6 separate regions of the Mus musculus genome follow, and regions 2, 3, 4, 5 and 6 are each linked to region 1. A link is a contact called in public ChIA-PET, HiChIP or PLAC-seq and promoter capture Hi-C data. All regions are on one chromosome and are shown on one strand. Each heading gives the region's core, a stretch centred on a gene start, on an enhancer-like site or on the middle of the called end of the contact. The rest is flanking DNA. Distances are from core to core; before and after follow the strand shown. Region 1 holds the start of Klhl20 (kelch-like 20). Region 2 has its middle 33 kb from the start of Cacybp. Region 3 overlaps Rabgap1l (RAB GTPase activating protein 1-like). Region 4 overlaps Gm31925 (a long non-coding RNA gene). Region 5 has its middle 33 kb from the start of Gm31869. Region 6 has its middle 49 kb from the start of Gm31869.

What was found. Promoter capture Hi-C pulls out the DNA fragments that hold promoters and counts their contacts. ChIA-PET counts read pairs in DNA pulled down with a chosen protein or histone mark. HiChIP or PLAC-seq counts read pairs in DNA pulled down with a chosen protein or histone mark.
Region 2: a contact with region 1 is called in a promoter capture Hi-C map of hematopoietic stem and progenitor cells, with 2.7 times the contacts expected there. The contact joins the enhancer-like site here to the promoter of Klhl20 in region 1. A contact is called at or near these places in 6 of 39 promoter capture datasets (the C10 cell line, hematopoietic stem and progenitor cells, liver and 2 more), 1 of 484 Hi-C or Micro-C datasets (B cells) and 1 of 9 other capture datasets (adipose tissue).
Region 3: an H3K4me3 HiChIP or PLAC-seq map of bone marrow-derived macrophages shows a contact between it and region 1, with 4 times the contacts expected there. The contact joins the enhancer-like site here to the promoter of Klhl20 in region 1. A contact is called at or near these places in 3 of 39 promoter capture datasets (the C10 cell line, hematopoietic stem and progenitor cells and liver), 2 of 115 datasets of contacts at active chromatin or transcription factors (both in bone marrow-derived macrophages) and 1 of 9 other capture datasets (liver).
Region 4: an RNA polymerase II ChIA-PET map of memory CD8 T cells shows a contact between it and region 1, with 9 read pairs. The contact joins the enhancer-like site here to the promoter of Klhl20 in region 1. A contact is called at or near these places in 4 of 39 promoter capture datasets (cranial neural crest, neural stem cells, neutrophils and 1 more) and 4 of 115 datasets of contacts at active chromatin or transcription factors (effector CD8 T cells, large pre-B cells, memory CD8 T cells and 1 more).
Region 5: a contact with region 1 is called in a promoter capture Hi-C map of pre-B cells, with 4 times the contacts expected there. The contact joins the enhancer-like site here to the promoter of Klhl20 in region 1. A contact is called at or near these places in 15 of 39 promoter capture datasets (the 3T3-L1 cell line, 3T3-L1-derived adipocytes, the HPC-7 cell line and 11 more), 2 of 484 Hi-C or Micro-C datasets (the MNK3 cell line and embryonic fibroblasts), 10 of 115 datasets of contacts at active chromatin or transcription factors (the 230-238 cell line, the NIH/3T3 cell line, bone marrow-derived macrophages and 6 more) and 1 of 9 other capture datasets (adipose tissue).
Region 6: a promoter capture Hi-C map of the HPC-7 cell line shows a contact between it and region 1. The contact joins the enhancer-like site here to the promoter of Klhl20 in region 1. A contact is called at or near these places in 5 of 39 promoter capture datasets (the 3T3-L1 cell line, the HPC-7 cell line, cranial neural crest and 2 more), 6 of 115 datasets of contacts at active chromatin or transcription factors (bone marrow-derived macrophages, effector CD8 T cells, large pre-B cells and 3 more) and 1 of 9 other capture datasets (liver).

What each region holds. Positions count from the first base shown.
Region 1 is chr1:161,130,012-161,132,897 of GRCm38.p6, reverse strand. Klhl20 (kelch-like 20) reads left to right here and starts at 1,419. Exons shown (of 12, transcript NM_001039482.1): 1 at 1,419-1,535; 2 at 2,446-2,509. The coding sequence starts at 2,502.
Region 2 is chr1:160,244,766-160,247,651 of GRCm38.p6, reverse strand. It overlaps a transcript of Rabgap1l not described here. Among named protein-coding and RNA genes, the nearest start is that of Cacybp, 33 kb to the right of the region's middle. Within about 2 kb of position 1,506, at least 104 of the 459 cell types and tissues checked have an H3K27ac peak or open chromatin away from gene starts, as enhancers often do. A contact at or near this core is called in B cells, adipose tissue and hematopoietic stem and progenitor cells, where this site is marked.
Region 3 is chr1:160,273,624-160,276,509 of GRCm38.p6, reverse strand. All of the region lies in intron 19 of Rabgap1l (RAB GTPase activating protein 1-like), which reads left to right. Among named protein-coding and RNA genes, the nearest start is that of Mir1927, 21 kb to the left of the region's middle. Within about 2 kb of position 1,484, at least 23 of the 459 cell types and tissues checked have an H3K27ac peak or open chromatin away from gene starts, as enhancers often do. A contact at or near this core is called in bone marrow-derived macrophages, where this site is marked.
Region 4 is chr1:161,905,871-161,908,756 of GRCm38.p6, reverse strand. The region is part of intron 2 of Gm31925 (a long non-coding RNA gene); the gene reads right to left. Among named protein-coding and RNA genes, the nearest start is that of Gm31925, 11 kb to the right of the region's middle. Within about 2 kb of position 1,491, at least 46 of the 459 cell types and tissues checked have an H3K27ac peak or open chromatin away from gene starts, as enhancers often do. A contact at or near this core is called in effector CD8 T cells, memory CD8 T cells and pro-B cells, where this site is marked.
Region 5 is chr1:161,733,349-161,736,234 of GRCm38.p6, reverse strand. No RefSeq gene overlaps it. Among named protein-coding and RNA genes, the nearest start is that of Gm31869, 33 kb to the left of the region's middle. Within about 2 kb of position 1,479, at least 158 of the 459 cell types and tissues checked have an H3K27ac peak or open chromatin away from gene starts, as enhancers often do. A contact at or near this core is called in the 230-238 cell line, the HPC-7 cell line, the MNK3 cell line and 5 more, where this site is marked.
Region 6 is chr1:161,716,982-161,719,867 of GRCm38.p6, reverse strand. No RefSeq gene overlaps it. Among named protein-coding and RNA genes, the nearest start is that of Gm31869, 49 kb to the left of the region's middle. Within about 2 kb of position 1,422, at least 14 of the 459 cell types and tissues checked have an H3K27ac peak or open chromatin away from gene starts, as enhancers often do. A contact at or near this core is called in the HPC-7 cell line, where this site is marked.

The DNA.
Region 1 (2,886 bases), core at 170-2,669:
TCAAATGTCTAAAAGTTAAGCTCATTGGCCCCCAGAGTATTGTTTATTGCCCCAGACTCACACATTATAAAACCAGTTCTAAGTATATTTTCAACTAGAAATTTAGGATCCCTAAGAGGACGCCTATGGGATTGTAGGAGTTCTATAATAATTGGAAATGCCAGTTTTTTCATATGTTTATTTTTATGTATACTTTGTTAATTGGCATAAATATGAAGAGCTGATTCACACTGAACTCCTCCCCTTTAAAAAGAAACAGAGTAGTTGAAGCACAAGCCAGCTTACAGTGGGTAGTAGGTTAAGAAGGAATCAATGGGTTAAGAATAGGAAATATTACTTTCACCCTGGCTTAAAAGCCCATTTTAGTTACTAGCATTCCTTAATGTTTTTATAACTCCCTTGCTATAGAACTGTATAGCTATAAAGAATTAAAATCATGACTCATATTTTGGAAGAATCTGAGTCACTTTGAAGATGACTTTTAGACAATCTACACAAAAGAAACCTGAGAGGTGCACATATAAGATGCCATTTCAATGGATCAGAAAAATGTACATCTAAACTATTTTATACCCATCAGATTGGCAAAAAATTAAAGTTGAAAGTACCAATAATATGGACCAACGAGAATCCTTGAACCTTTCTGGAGGAAGATATAATATAATTGTGGCCAGAATCTAGAACCATTGTACACGGCATCAAGTTGTGGCTCTAACCCTTACAGGCTATGCTCCGTAGATACCCTTACCCTTTTGTAAGTTACATAACGCTTTGGTACCGACTGGAATGGCACTATCTGAAACATAATGCTACCACCATTTGGAAAAATGGTAATAAATCCTTCAATAAGAGAGATACTAGAACTGATAAACTAATACACAATGTTATATGCTAAGTATTTGATAATAAATGGGGTATCCATAGCTGTTACTAGTACATATATTATTTACTTATATATCACTGGTACATATGAAGAAAAAACTTGGCCAAATGACAAAGTGTATCATAGAACTAGAATTAGAAGTTGAATTTAAAGACCAATCATTCCCACTACAAGTTTATTAATATGAGGTATATTTCCTATCAAAAACAACTGCACAGAGTCTATAGATGTCAAATAAAGTTCAGCTAAAGAAATTTTGGTTAATAATAGCCTTGTATAGTTTTCAATACATCAGCAACAGACTTTTAGTTATATACTCAAAAATGAAACCCTCACCTCATACATATTTTATTTGGTTGCTCTCTAAGTATATTGTAAAAGTCAGATCGACTAATGGTACCAGTCCTGGGAAACGCTCAGCGAAAGGCACAGCTACTTCCGGAGCCATGACGGAACTACTTGCCCGAACACGTGCAGTTCCGTGGGAAGGATTTAGCCATCGGACCGCTTCCTGTTTCTGGATCTGGGCGGGTGCAGGGAAAGGAAATCGCTGCAGGAGCCGCATCCTGCCTGCGCTAGCGGCTCCAGAGGTGGAGGCAGAGAGGGCGGAGAAGGCAGAGAGGGTGCCGCAGAGAGAAAAGTGTCAAAGCCAGTAAGTCAGAGCTCTAGAGCACGGGATGGAGAACAGAGCCCTAGGTCTCGCTTTGCAGATCTATGAGCTCAACTTGCCGAACTGCCCGGCGGGGTCAGGGCAGTGCTTTCTAGGCTGCCTGTCAGTCGTGCCTCTAAGGGACGGTAGGGTTCCTCGGTCGGGCCTTTCAGGGCTCCAGGCTGCGCTGCTGCTGGCTGCCCGAGGTGTCTTGAAGCCAGGGCAAGGCTGTGCAATGCTTGCTGGGGACGCAGGACTCCGCATCCTGGACAGCTTCACTTGGAATTCTAAGGGAGCGAGCACTCTGCCTCCCATTTTCTCTCTGGAAGCCAGCAAGATCCTGGCGGTGAACAATATTTCGGCGACTAAGACGAGAGCTTGGGAGAGTTGTAGTCTAGAACTACTTTCCCTGCCCTTGTTCAAGCTGCCCGGGCTGGGCTGGTCGGAAGTGGAGTTGTTTTTAAAGGCAACCGCCTCCGGCCTGCTTGTCACTTCAGAATAAGTTAACAACCTTCGGATTCAGTGCTAAAACAATGCTTTTCCTATCCGAGTCACTAAATTAGTACTGCTGCTGGTATCAAGTGATTACTCTGCAAATATACTTGATGGTGAAGTTAAAAAATCAAAAAACTCCCCAGGTGCTTCTTGAGCAGAAAACACCAACTAGCGATCATGACTATTTTGATCCTGACTGCTTTCCCAGTCACCCTCACATTCACATATAATCTGTCACCTTAGCATCTTTAGTTAGTGATAGTCCTCTTAAAGGCATTACATTATGATTGCGCATCTACGCAAAGATTACATTAGGATGTAAGATTCCTGATTACAGACGAAATGAGTGAAGTGATTATACAAGTTGCTGGAGAACTCGAACAGTTTTTAGTAAGCTACTACTTCTCTCTTGTTGAAGGTACGGCTTTAGAACACGGTGAAGGATACTTTTCATGGTGCAGGGAAGGAAAGCCAATGCGCAGGTAAGCCTTTTTAAGAATATGAAACATTGATTTCAGTGATTGAAATTAAGCTTCTACTAACAGTGCATCGTTTACGATTATTTATTCACAAACCTTAACAAATCCTGCTTGGAATTAATCGTTCTTGTTTCAAGTAAATCGAAACTAGTAATGTCAGAAAATAGCAACTTCGTTTATTTGGTTGTGTTGTTTTGTGTTGTCTAGGGATTTTTGGGTTTCTTTGCTCGTTTGTTTGCTTTGAAACAAGAACTATTATGCAGTCCTAGCTGTCTTGGAACGTGCTATGTAGACCAAACTGCCCTCAAAATCCGAGATCCACCTGCCAGTATCTCCCAAGTGCTGAATTAAAAGGTGTGCACCACCATACCCTACTACAG
Region 2 (2,886 bases), core at 257-2,756, 890 kb after region 1:
TTGTCGCTTGTTTCTCCCCTGCCACTTTCTACTCCTACCTGCGGGCTAATGTGGACTTCTGGCTCTCGCTCTTTTTCTTCAGAGGGAGAACCGAAGATTACAGGAGGCCAGCATGAGGTTGGAACAAGAAAATGATGACCTTGCCCATGAACTAGTGACAAGCAAAATTGCTCTGCGGAATGACTTGGATCAGGTGAGTTTGTCCTTCACTGTATAGAAATGATGCTGCAACAGCTCCTTCGGGGGTGAGGGCCACGGTGCTAGCTCTGTTCATTTCTCTTGGTTTATTTGTTCTATTTTTTGTTGTTGTTGTTGTTGTTTGTTTGTTTTTTGTTTTTGTTTTGTTTTGAGCTGAGTTCTCACTATGTAGTTCTGGCTGTCCTGGAACTCACTATGTAGACCAGGCTGTCCTAGAAGTCCCAGAGATCTACCCGCCTCTTCCTCCCAAATGCTGGAGTTGAAGGCATACCCTACTTCCCCTGTGCCTTCTCACACAGTGAGCTGCTGTATAGATACTGGGTGGGTGGCAGGTGGAAGGGGACAGCTTGTGCTAATTACAGAGTGGAAAATGCAAGTCTCGAGAAAGGTTTGGCTTGGTTCCAAACAACTTGTGTGACATACTTTTTTAAATCCTTTATCAGTAATTTTCCTACACCAAGAGCTGCCAGAATAATTACCTAAAAATATTAGTCAGCAAGAGCATACTAATGCCACGTTGACATTTGGAGGCACCTCTCTGTTACAGCCATAATTCTCGTCTGTGACATGTAGAACTGTGTATAAAGAGCATAGATCAAGTGTAGGACCAGGTATGTAGGTATATAGCTTTAATCCTAGCAATTAAGAGGCTGAGTGAGGAAGATTGGGAGTTCAGCCTCATAGTTACCCTGAGCCACCTAAGAGCCTGTCTCATTAAACAAAACAAGGAAGACAACAGAAGGCACTGTTGAACAGTGCCCTGGTTCGAGTCTTGACTGTTCTACCCTGGGCAGCTCTTTATCAGTCTGTAGGTATAAAACCTGTCTACCTCTTGGAGAAGATGTAGGAATTCAGAAAGCCCTTCGGTTCTGTGCCAGCTAGTTTTGGATCAATTTGACACAAGCCGGAATCATTTAGGAGGAGGGGACCTAAGTCAAGAAAATGCCTAGCACAGATTGACTGGGGTCAAGCGTATTTCACATTTTCTTGATGGGTGTGTGTGTGGGGTGCAGGGGAGGGTATGGCTCATTGTGGATGGTACCACCCTTGGGCAGGTAGTCCTGAGTTGTATAAAGAAAGCAGGCTTAGCAAGTCAGGATATAGAAGCCCTTCCCTAATAGCTCCTGGCCTGACTTTCCTCAGTGATGGATGGCTACCTGAAAGTGTAAGCTGAAGTGAACCCCTTCTTCCCTAAGCTTCAGTTGGTCACTGTGTTTTTATCACAGCTCGAATAACCTAAGACAAGTAGTGTGTATTCATTACCTGGTAACTGTCTCCAGGAAACCTTCTGCTTGGTTGGCTTCCCTGGTTCCTCACAGCAGTGCTGACAGTCTCTGGACTTCCTGTTTTCTTCTGCAAGCATTTTCAGAGATGAGTACTAGGATGGAAGCGGTCATGTACACTTTGAAATCTCCTCTGCAGTCTGCTTCCTAAAGTGAAAATGTTCATAATAGATAGGCCCAGGTCAGAAAACCCTAGATGAGTCTCAGACAGTAAATCATTGATGCCTGTGGGCTGACTGAATTTTTATAGGATTTAAATACAAATTCATTGATAATGTCATCAGCTTAAAATTGAAGGATGGCTTAAAATGGTCTCTGCTATGACTTTTTAGTTTCCCAATTTAAACAACTAATTGTGTGACTCAGAGCTTTTAATTTCATTTTAATGTGTTTTTAAGATTGTGCCTGGTATTTGAGGAGGCCAAAGGAGGGAGTCGGATCCCCTGAAACTATAGTTAGGGACCTTTGTGAGCAGCCATGTGGGTGCTGGGAACGAATGTGGATCCTCTGCAAAAGCAGCATGACTTCCCAATACAGATCTCCCGGCCCCAACTCAAAGGTTTTTAAATGGGAGATAAGACCTAAATACTATGGAGAATAATAATAATAGGGCAGGATGAAGCTGTGGGAACCAGCACTAAATCAGATTTTTTTTCTTCTGCCAAGGGCTAGAGATTGAACTCCAGAACTCAGGCCGTGCTAGGCAATTACTTTACCACAGAACCACATCCCCAACCCCTAAATTGACTTTGAAAATGAAGACAAACAAACAAAACCAAATCAGGCTGCTTGGAGCAGAGGGAATAGAAGGTAGAAAAAGAAACCCATTTAGTCCCTTTCAGCTATAGATTCCATTCATCCTGGTCCAGTGGAAGTTGATAGAAGTCATAAATGAAGCATGTGGCAAAGATCAGGAGCTGCGGAAGTCCCCATTCAGTCAGGGCGAGTTCAGCCTGGTCTCAGGGAAGCAGGGCGACATGGAAAGTCTGGGTCATTTGTTCCCTATTAATTGTCTTAAGATGATGAGCTAAGAAGAAAGTGAACATTATGTGGTCATTTGTATTAAGCCTAGAGAATGTTTAAGCAAATAGGTTTTTAGTGATTACTCTCTGTACGCTAAGTAAGCAGTATGCATAATGACTTACACATATTATCTTCTTTAGTATTATTGATAATCCCGTGAAGCAAATGCTTCTTGATGTATCCAGTAGTAGGACATTCATTTCAAACCTCTGAGATTTCGCCATGCCTGAGCACTCACTGTAAAAGCGAAAGCTGTCCTACTAGTCTCTGTAGCAAGGGTAATCAGACATCCGCACAAGTGAGTCTGTTTCTGAAACAAAGATCACCAGTTTAGTAATAACAAGAATGTACAAGTCAGCTCTGCCCTAACTAAACAAATGGC
Region 3 (2,886 bases), core at 235-2,734, 860 kb after region 1:
CCATACCTAATTCTAAGTGTTGGTCTAAAATATATGCTCCTTGAAATAAACGTAGTCATACTTCACTGACAGCAACAGTGAAAGTCAGACTTTTGAGGGCTCCTGTTTTCTGTTTTTATCTTGGAAACATCACCGTAGAGATTGTGGGTAAATGTAAGAGGCCCATTTAGATCCCGACTGTATGTTGAACACTTCCTTCTTCAGTTAGTGTTGCTTGATGTCATTCTGTTGATTTGTGTTAGAAAGTCAAAAGGCTTCTTATGTAGCAGAGCTCCAGTGAGGAGAAGCGGTTACAGGGATCAGTTCTGACTGAAGCCTTTAAAGAGAAAACTGAACTGTGGAAATATAAAACAAAAATAATTTTTTCATCTTTTCCACATATTTCAAATGATGGCATTTACTTCAGGTTATCACCAAGATATTTAACCTTGAGCTAAAGGTTTGTCATACAAACTTCCATCAGAAATAATTTTATGTATATCCTGAAGCCTTTGGGCATAGAGAAGAAAATGGATAATTATTAATGATGTCTGTCTTCTACTTTTCAATGACAGTAGCTAAGGAAATACAGGTATACCTCACTGTCCAAGGAGTTTGGGTAGCAATTCCATATGTTTAAAGGCTTACGAAAGCTCAAGGATAGATCTTCTGCCAAATTCAGTGGGCTTAGTGTAACTAACTCTAGTTGTAGCTGACAATCTCCACATAGTTTCTGGTAATAAAATATAATGAAGTAACATTTAAATGTTAAATCAGGGCTCTCTCCACTCTTCTTCATCCACACTCATTTTAATGAGTTCTGTACTTTGCACAAATCCTTTGCTTGGAGGAAGCCTGTGACATCACAGAGACTTGAGGAGTGTCTTGTCATTTCACTGTTTCTTATTGCAGGCATGCCCTTGAAAATGGCATGTGATAGGTGAACTGTGAAAGGAAAGACGTCAGCAAACTTGGCCCCTCTATCTTAATCTTGGCTCTATCTCTGAGGACATTCCATTTCCCTGGCGGGCATGGGGGCTGGTTGGAAAATGCTGCTGACCTATTGTCCTTACCTCAGGCCAGGTGGTGGGGCAGCTTCTGAGGCCTGGACTTGCCTGGACTTGCCCAGTTCTTGGAAACAGAGAAATATTCAAAGTCTGTCATGGAGTTAGTCAGCCTAGCCTTCTGACAACTTTGTATTATCTTATTTTTTACCAGTTCTAGGGATCAAAAGACTCTAAGGTCTCTTGCATGTAGTCCTTCTATAGAACTACATCCTCAGGCCTGCTATTCCATTTTAAAACCTTAGTGGCTTCCTAACAATAATGTATTCATTTCTTCTTGGTTACTCTTCTTACTGTTGTGACCAAGTACTTAACAAGAAGCAATGCAAGGCTGGACGGTTTGTTTAGGCTCAGTTAGAAGAACACAGCCTATCAAGGCAGGGGAGGCCTGACAGCAGGACTGTGAGGTTCCTGCTCACATGACATCTACAGTGTGGAAACAGAAAAAAAGATGAAGAGTGACATTCCACTGCCTTTCCCATTTCCTTCCTGTGTAGTCAGATCTCAGTCTAGTTAATTGTGCAGCCCACAGTCAGCATGAGTCTTCTCTCTTCAATTAAGCCTGTCTGGGGATTTTCCCAGGCATTTCTGGGAGAGGGATGCTTCATAGGAGATTCCAACTCCAATAAGTTGACAATGATGATTAACCATCACACATTTTGTTTGTAGCCCACACTGGCTTTGAACTTGCTGTGTAGCTGAGGAGAAACTTGAACACCTGACCCTCCTGCTTCCACTTCCTACTTACAGGCATTTGTTACCAAGCCTGGCTCATCAGTTACTTAAGCAATTTTTAAAGGATTTCTTTTATGTTTATAACTGCATTGATTGTATGTATACGTGTGTGCCACATGCATGCTTGGTACCTGCAAAGGTCAAAAGGGCATTAGATACTCTGGAACTGGAGTTGCAAGTGGCAGTTCCCGTTTGTGCTGGTAACAAAATCTCTGCTAGAGCAGCACTTGTTCTTAACCACTGAGGTATTTCCCCAGTCCCAAGATTATTTTTAAAGAGAGTCTGGGAAACGGGTGGTGGGATAAATGTTAGGTGTGGCTGAATAGTAACATGGTTGCTGGCATGTGTCAAAACCTGGTTTTGATCCTCAATACCACAAAACAAACAAGTGAGACGTCTAGTATCTGTTATTCTGCCTGATGACTCCTATAAGGCCCCTTCATGTCATAAATTGCTTCTCATATCCAGAATAGATACAAATATCTGGTAAGAGTGTGCATCAGTTTTTTTTCTTTCAGAAAATGTTGTCATTGAACCACCAGCCACTAGAATAGATCCATACTTTAATCAAGTGACAGCAACATAGGTTGGCTGCTCTTAGGTCCCAGCTCATTCTTTCTAGCCTTTTCTACGGGCGCCTTCAGATTTCCAGCCTTTCACACAGGCAGCCACAACTCAGCACAGCTGGTAGGCCTTCACTTTCTTAGTTTCCTCCCTTAGCTTCAGAAAATTTTCTTTTGTTTTGTTTAAATAATAGGAGGAAATACATCTATTCCTTGACATGATTAATTGATGCTTGATGCACATGTATATGGATTAGAGTAGCTCACTAATATGGATTTAGGGATTGGTATTGAAAAGGCCCAGTTAAAAGATAATTACTATGAATTTAATCCAACTGTACTTGAATCTACACCAATTTTCTAATGAGCACAGAGGATTGGATTGATAAAAAAAAAAAAATACCATATAGAGTATTCTGATCCTGTGAATTTTATGTTAAGACTCTGGGTAGCCAGAATATCTACAAAGTCTAGATTTATTGGCTACTACTACCCAACAGTAACTCTTCTACTCGACAATGAGAGTGTGGAACAGAACTGTGGTG
Region 4 (2,886 bases), core at 242-2,741, 780 kb before region 1:
GAAGAGGGCATCAGATCTCATTATGGATGGTTGTGAGCTACCACGTAGTTGCTGGGATTTGAACTCAGGACCTTCGGAAGAATAGTCAGTGCTCTTAACAGCTGAGCCATCTCTTCAGCCCAAGATTCAAACTCTTATATTAATGGGCTTTTTATTACTACAGCAGATGCCTGAAATAATCAGTGTGGAAAGTTATCTCGGTGGTCCTGTAGTTTATTGGTCTCTGGTGAAGCACTATAGCATGGGGTAGAACACACACCAGAGCAAAACTACTCATCTCATTGCCAGGAAGCAAAAGTGTTGTAGAAGGGTCTGGAGTCCTTTATCCTGCCCAGGGATACATCCCTCTGTGACCTCAAGGCCTCTCATTAGACCCCATTTTTCAATGTCTCACAATCACTACCACTCTGGAGACCAGGCCTTTTAACAAACAGGCCTCTGTGAGGCATTTACAATTGAAGCTACAGTACTCTCCCCAGACACTTGCTGGTGTCAGCAGTTTTTTTCATGGGTCACCCTTTACTTATTTTCTAGAACATTCACCCTCTTCTCATCCCTGTGGGACACTAACTGGAATAATAGTATCCTAAAGCTTCTCCTGGGGCAGAAAGGACAAAGGAGACTTGATTCTACAGCCTAGGAGGGATGGGGGTGGGGGACCAGAACAAGGTCAAAGCAGGAACACGGTGCATCCGTCTTGTTGTTTATTTTTAACCAACTTGCTCTAACCTTAAAAGGAAACTTAGTCTGTAAGAAGAGCACTGTTATGCTGTGGTGGCCCTGAGCACATACCAAGACCTCTACAGAGATTTTAACTCTACTGCTGCTCTCAGGATTCCCTTGCATGTGCATGCTCAGGCTTGCAAGCAGTTCCCAGCCACTGATGAGCCATGTAGAGACTATTAAGGCAGATGCATTCCAAGTAAGGTGAAGTACTTGCCCCATAAGAGTCTGGCTTGAGAGCAGCCTGTCAGTTAGACTGGGGCTTTACCATAACTGTGTTCCTTCCAGTTCAAAGATCTTTCTCACTTCTTTCTCTTTCTCTTCTTCTGCCCCTTCTCGGTTGTTAAGCCTGCAGTCATAGTCTGCATGCTCTCTCTACCTTCTTCTGTATCCCATCCCACTGGCTTTGACTCTCATAAATCTCCCTAAACACACTAACCCTAAGATCTATTTCTCAGAGCCCTCAATTAACATATTCAATGACAATATATGGCTGTTATCAACAATTATCTACTCATTATATTTTCTATACAAGACACTACACCAGGGATGTGTGCGGAGTAGAGAAAGAATACTGAGAGATACAGATCATGGTTTCTACCACCACAAAACCTTTCACCAACTAGGTAATGTGAGTCCCATAGATACTTCAATGAACAATAGAAAGTACAGTTGTCATGTAATTACTCATTTACATGACTGCTCGTATTTCAGCAAGAGTGTTTTCCAAACCGTAAGTCAAGACACAGTACTTGACTGTGAAGTGACGGCAGTGAGTCACATGCTGCATCATTGAAAATGAAAGAGAAGATACCAGAAGAAAGCATACCACATGTAATATTACAGTATGAAATGTCTATGTGCATATGTTTAAAAATTGACACAATTATATTTTAAAGTGTGCTTGTATGTCTCCATCAAAAAGTTAGGAATTGAATTAAGAATTAGCCCATGTCCTCCTTAAAAGCATGGGTGGTAATCTTTCCAACAGCTGTCTCCCGGCAGTGTTTGAGTAGATGTAGGTCTTCAACAGTTGTTTGTGGATGATGTTCGCTGAGTAGGAAAGAGGAAAGTCACCTATCTCTTTAAGAATAGGAAAAGTGGAGGAAGAGAAAGAGGAAGACTGTGCCAGGGCTTTAACATAATCACATAATCAAAGGTCAGGATACTCCGGTCTTAAAGTGAACTAGAGGTTCCATGAATTGGTGGGTATCTCGATTACCTGTTCGTACAGAGAGAAATTAAGGAAGGAGATGTTGGCCAGAAATTAATGTCAAAATAACCAGCAAGATTCTCCAAGCATGAGTTTTCTATGATAAGCTTATCAAGTAATAATGTCAAAATCATATACTTGCACAGTGCGTGTGTGTTGGGGGTGTTATTTATTTTAAGGGTCTCGACTGGTATTTCTTTGTAAAGATTTTTTAAATTTTTATGTTTTATGTGTGTAAGTATTTTGCCTTTATATATGTAAGTGTGCCACATGTATGCAATGCCTTTGGAACTCAGAAGAGGGTACTGGATTCCTCTATAACTGCAGTTATGGAGCGTTGTGAGCTACCATATGGGTGCTGGTCATTGAACTTGGGTTCAAGGACAAGAGCAGCAAGTACTCTGAGCTCCTAAGTCATCTCTCCTGGCCCTCAATTCATATTTTTGTTATATATTTTTCATCTCAGGCATTTTGTGAGACAAGAAGAGAGAGGCAGCAGTATATTCACCTAATCAAAGGCAGTGACATTTTTTGATTCTACTTCCCTGTAATGAGCCAAGTTGGGCACTTGGTCTGAAATGAACTCACTCTATTTAGGTTTCTTCTAAAGTCAATTTTTCTTGTAAACATGTACAGAGGGCCCCCATTCTTATTGTTTAACTCTTTTAAAAACACTTTTAAATTATATTTTATTTATTTAGTTATTCTATGTAGGAGTGGCTCAAATGCCACTGTTCATGTGTGGCAGTCAGAAGACAACCTGTGGGAGTCACTTCTCTTCCAACACGTGGGGCACCAGAGACCGAGTTCATCTCACTGAGGTTGATGGCAGATGCTTAAGGACATTGAGCCATCCTGTTGACCTCTAAGTATTTATCTCTTGCAGGCAATTAAGTATGATAGATTTAGTCATGTTATTATCTCATCCCTTGGGAAAATGGACTGGTTTT
Region 5 (2,886 bases), core at 230-2,729, 600 kb before region 1:
AGAATTACAGGGACAGAATGTGACTTCTGCTGCTCCGACCTCAGTGAGTTTGCTGTAGTTCTTCTAGAGGTCCAGACCTTTTCTTTTCTGATTTCCTCTGCGGTCTCTCTAGAGGTGCATGGGGAAGAGTTGGGCTCTCCTCTATCACCCGTCCTCCATCTGTAGTAACTACCTGGGCTAAGCAGACACAGGAGAGAGAAAAGAGGTGAGGGTTATCCTATAATCTTGCCACCAGGCTTCCTCTGGGGGTTCAGGGTGCTTATAGAGTGGTCTGGGATCTTCCATTTTGTCTTCCCCGTGTGCCAGCCTGAGGATGGCAGAAATTCAGGCTGCGGAAACTCTAGTTCTCAACCTGTGGGTCACGACCCCTTGGGGGGGGGTCACGGATACCCTACATATCAGGCATTTACATTACAATTCACAACAGTAGCAAAATTACATTTATGAAATAGCGACGAAATACACTCATGGCTGGGAGGTGGTCACCATAGTGTGAAGAACTGTGTAAAAGGGTCTCAGCATTAGGAAGATTGAGAACCACTGCTTGGTTGTAAGCCATCACCAGGTGGCAGCAGAAAACCGTGAAATCACAAGATTCGGATTTTGCCCCCTGAGTCGTGGACCGGAAGGGTTGAGGGAAGAGGGGTGGATAGTCAAGAGGAATCCGTTATCCTTCTTGTTAATGTCAATGATTCCTGCTACCTCACCAATGAAAGTGTCAGCCTGGGTTTGTTCTCCACACAACCATAGAATAAAATTATTAAAGCATCCTATTGGAATCCTGAAAGAACCCGATCCAGAGCAAAGTCCCACTCTTAATCTCGGCATACCAGCTAGCACAAACTAACTGAGTAACAGACATTTAGACCTGGGATGGATATTTGGGGAAGAAAATGACAAGAAAGAGGGAAGAGTCAATAAAACCAAAGCTGTGCTGCTTCCCGAAGGAGCCTTGGGCCATTGTCTCCTGTTTTCAGTAACAGAAGCCGGAGGCCCAGTCTACACTGGCTGCGGAAATCTGTTCTTGGCTCCCAGTCTCTTAGCAAAGCCCGTGAGTCCTCTGGAGGGCGAAGTGTGGAGAAGTCTGGATGAGGTTTTTTTTCGGCCCACTGACTCTTTTCCTTCCTGAGCAGCTGAAGAATTCTGATGTGGTTTTGTGGTTTTACAGTAAGCGTCCCGGCTCTTGTGGACACAGTGTGCTTTCAGTTTCTGAAAGTGAGTCAGATCGACTTTCCTCTTAGGAGTAAGAGTGACCCTTGCTCAAAAGGGCACTATGACTAGAAAGACGAAGCAGCTGAGGCCACCGGTGCCGGAGTGCTTGCGTTAGAGCAGTCGCTGGTTTCTGGGTCTTATGGGTAATTTTTTTTTTTTTTTTAAGGTGAACTGTTGAGATCTTTTTGCCCATCGTGAGTGACACTGTTGATGCGGTCTAGAAAAGGACTCAGAGTTTCATTTGATCAGCTAGTCATGACAAGGGCGTTTCCAAGTGGGTTAGTTGTTGTCATTATGCTTTTAAGTCTCTTGCCTATTAGAAAGCTCATGATACTGAGCCATTTGACCAGAACGGGTGACATCTTCGAGGCCCATTGAGTGTGAAGAGCCAGCCAGTAAACAGAAGGTTTCTTGGGGTCTAGCTTTCTTTCATGGTTCCCCTTCCAGTGATTTTTTTTTTTCATGAAAATACGTAGGTGGCACCTCCTCTGGCAGCTGCTATGCTTTCCTCAAGCATGTAAATGACACGTTGTGACGTATGTCGTCACCTTCATAGCCTCGATGAGCACTGTCAGTTCACTGTGGCATTTCTTCTTGTTGAGATTCTTCTCATTCTACGTTTCGGCCAGCGACTCCCACGGGTGACACAGGGATGCTGGGCACTCAAGAGGAAACCTATTTGCATGTCTGTTCTAGAATTTCAATTTAACATCGCTCCTTGGAGTCTGAGTCATGGCAGGACCACCTCGGGCAGACTGTGGTTCTTTCTTTAAGAGTTAAACCCACCTGATGCTGAGAAGGAGCAAGAGATCATACTCTCCATCAATCCAGCCCTGACGAATCTTTGCTGCCTATGCCTTGCAGAGTCTATGTTGGAAGGCAAGAGAGAAAGAGACAAAGAGCAGCCAGGTTGGGGGGTGGGGGAGAGGAGACAGTAATTAACCACTCAGCTATTCAAGACTTCTGCATTTTGTAAGGGTATAAAACTTGCTCCTACCTCACAAAGGAGAATTTCCCACTACTTTCAGGTACTTGGCCTGTCACTGGCAGTCCTTAGGAACTACACAGTAGCATATGCTGGAGCACACTAGGTTTAGCAGAGGGACATACGAAACCGCTGTGCCGTGCGAGATCCGGCAGGTGGTAGCTCCGTAAACCTCTTTCTATAAGGTGTCAAACTCACATTGTATAAGCACCCGGTGCGTGTTGTTTTAGGTGGGAGTCTTGGTGGGAGTCTTGATTACCAGGTGTGGCATGAAGTCTAGATTACAGGTATGGACTTGCTGGGGAGAGTCTAGAGTCACTGTGAGAAGTGACCAAATGGCTAGAAAATTCTAGAAAAATCTACTCACTGAAACTATGTCAAGCTGACGAGGAGCTGTTGGTAATGGGATGAAGCTCAAAAACCTTTCCTCAGAACAGTGCCTCATAGAGAGCAAAGTGCAGGGTTACAAAGGAGCCAGTTATATTGAAATACGGTTTTCAAAATATTCATGATTACACACACACACACACACACACACCCCATTAGCAATAACTGGTGGGTTGAATGTTGTGACTTCCGTGATGATGAGCATAAGTGGATCTTGATGAATATTATTTGCATTGCATTACTTGCAAGGATTACAAAAATATGGATGAGGGCTGGAGAGATAGCTCAGAGGTTAAGAAAAC
Region 6 (2,886 bases), core at 173-2,672, 590 kb before region 1:
TGGGAGAGTATCCGTTCAGATCTTTTGCCCACTTAAAAGCTCCGACTTGTTTTTTATTGTCGAAGCTTTGGAGGAGCAGTGAGGAATCGAGTGTGATTCCTTTATTATAGTGGTGCTTTTGCACACATTTCCTTCCTGTCGGTGGCTTACTTCTTCACCCTTCTCGTGGGTCATTCTTTTAAAATGGAATGTGTTTTACATGTGGTTTCTTCCTTCCTGAGAATATTCCATTATGAACCAGTCCGTGAACAAATCAAGGGAACTTAAAATTAAGTTCTCAGGCTTGTGAGCTTACATTGTGAGTCTCAGTACTGAAGAGGCAGAAGCAGGCACATTTCTGAGTTTGAGGTTGGCCTGCTCTCGTAGGCTAGCCAGAGATACCCAGTAAGACCCTGCATTAAAAATACACAACAAATTCTCTTAATTATGAGAATGCAGTGAATTGTTTCTTAGACTAGAAAAAAATGACCAGGACTTTAAAATATGGATTACCATGTCTGCTGTGGGCTTGTTTAGTGTCTTAAGTCCCCCATCCTCGTAGCTCCACACAGATTTGCTGCTCCTAACCTTTCAACCTGACACTCTTTCTATCTTCTCTTTCCCTCTTTTCTTTAAAAGCCCTTCTATCATGAGACATATTTTCTTCTATTCCTATCACTATCTGAACTCTTTATATTTATTTATGAACTGGAGACTTCCTTGCTAGGTAGACTGGGACTCAGTTCTCAGTTCTATAGTTTATGGACAATTTGAGATCTGTTAGCATCTTGGGATATATAAAGCATTCAACATTTTGTCTCGCACTGGTGAACAGCAAATGCTAATTTCTTCTTTTCCTTTCTGTTCTCTCTACATTTACAGCCAATGGCCTTTGCTGTTCTTCTTGGGTTTCTAGTTTTCCTTGTTCAAGGCTACCCATCTTCCCCTGGGAGCAATAGCCTTTCCCCCACACCCCTGTTTTCTTCTCCCTTAAGTGTCCCATGCTCAGTCCCATGTGTCTTTTCTGGTCTCCCAGTGAGCCTTTCCTACAGACATAGTAAGATTGTATTAGACCAGAAGCCTTTTCCTCTAACCTTTGCTATTTTTTAAACTTCTGTTGAATGGGCTGCAGAAATCAGGAATTTGTAATAATTGCAAGCACCCAGTGATGAATTACAATGTCCCCATTATTGTGACACGCTCAAGAGACTCAAAGGAAGTCAGTAACAGGAATCCTCTTATGAGACTGACTGTCTACTTAGGGAGAATACAAATTCAGCACTACAGATAGTATATGGTCAGGGTAGGCAGTCAGAGTGCAAGCTGCTGGTCTATGGGATTCATTGGAATGACATCCACATGGTCACTGTTCAGACCTGGGCCCCATGCTCTGACAGAGCGAGACAGATCCCAGCTGAAAGAGTTCAGTCAAATGGCCACGGCATTGCTGCGAGACAGTGCAGATAGTGATTCAGTGTAGGAGTGGGCTGGGCGGTGACTGCTGGAGCTTTATTAATGGGAGAGTCTGACCATGAGGCACAGGCTCCCAGAACAGGAAACATCTTTCTCTCCCTTCTTTCTTCCTGTCAGCTTATAACCGATCTGATAGTCATAGACACATGGTCTAGTGAGAACTGTGTTTGACATAGTATTTAACTATTTGCTTTGTACTTCAATATTTGAAAATATTCAAGGCTCTTTCAAAGATGCTATAAGCAAGCTATAACAAAGCTTGAAGCAAGAAGTAGTTGGCTAGAAACAACACAAACATGAAAAATTAAGGATCGCCTCCTGAAGAGGGTCCAGGAGTGGAGGCAGAACACAAAATTCATGTTTCAAAGGTCCTTGGTGTTAGAGCTGGGTCTGTTTAGGCACTGATAAGAAAAGCAAACATTTTTAGAAATGACATTTCTAGAATGTCAGAAGACGAGCTGATGTATAGAAGGCATCCAGTTTTGTCGCAGACAACAATGAGTGAGGCTGGGCACAAGGGATTAATCCACGAGTGGAACTTACTGCCACTGAGAGTACAGATCTGAAGTTTGGCATTACTAAGTTCTTATTTTAATTCCAATGGAGAATAACTGTACTTGCTTTCAGTCAGTGTACTCACAAGGTCTTCTGAGGAGTTGCAATTGTAGTTAAGACGGGCAAAACAAAACAAAACAAAACATCAACAACGCCAGACTCATGGAGAAGGCTAGGCAGATGCTTAGGTCCTGAAGAATTATTAGGACATGTAGAACATTGTGGGCAGGGGCAGGGGCAGGGGCAGGGGCAGGGGCAGGGGCAGGGGCAGGGGCAGGGGCAGGGGCAGGGGCAGGGGCCAGAGACAGGGGGCAGAGACTGCAGTGTCTGGGGAAGGTGTCTGGCTTTCCTGAAGCCTCTAAAAAATTTCAAGCAGGAAAGTATTGGGTTGTGATTTTAAATCATCCTGCTTCAAGGAGAATGTGGACTGAGATCAAGAGAGTGGAAGCATGCTAGTAGGCAGTGTTCTTCCAGAACATTCAGTGTGTTTCTTCTCTGTGTCTCTCTGCCTTTCTTCCCCCCCCTCCAGTTAAAAAAGAACATTAAACAAAAACCTACTATGGTCATTTCTACTTTCTCCTCCCTAACCATGGTGTAAATCCATGTTAAACAAACATGTTTTGCTTAGGAAAAAAAAAATCACCATAACGAGTCCTTTTGCTCAAAAAGTAGAACACATGGAGAGAAGTGACTGACTCTGTGTGGTAAACAAAGTGATGAAACTCCATGCCCGTGGAGAGCCCAAAGAAGAGCATTGGACAGTGAAAGTGGGGGGCACCAGCGTACGGGTGTTCAGAAGGCGGCAGAGGAGACCTGGGACACATGGGGATGTTCTGTGTGGTGAAGATGGTCAGTTAACTTGAGGACAGCGGTGACTAA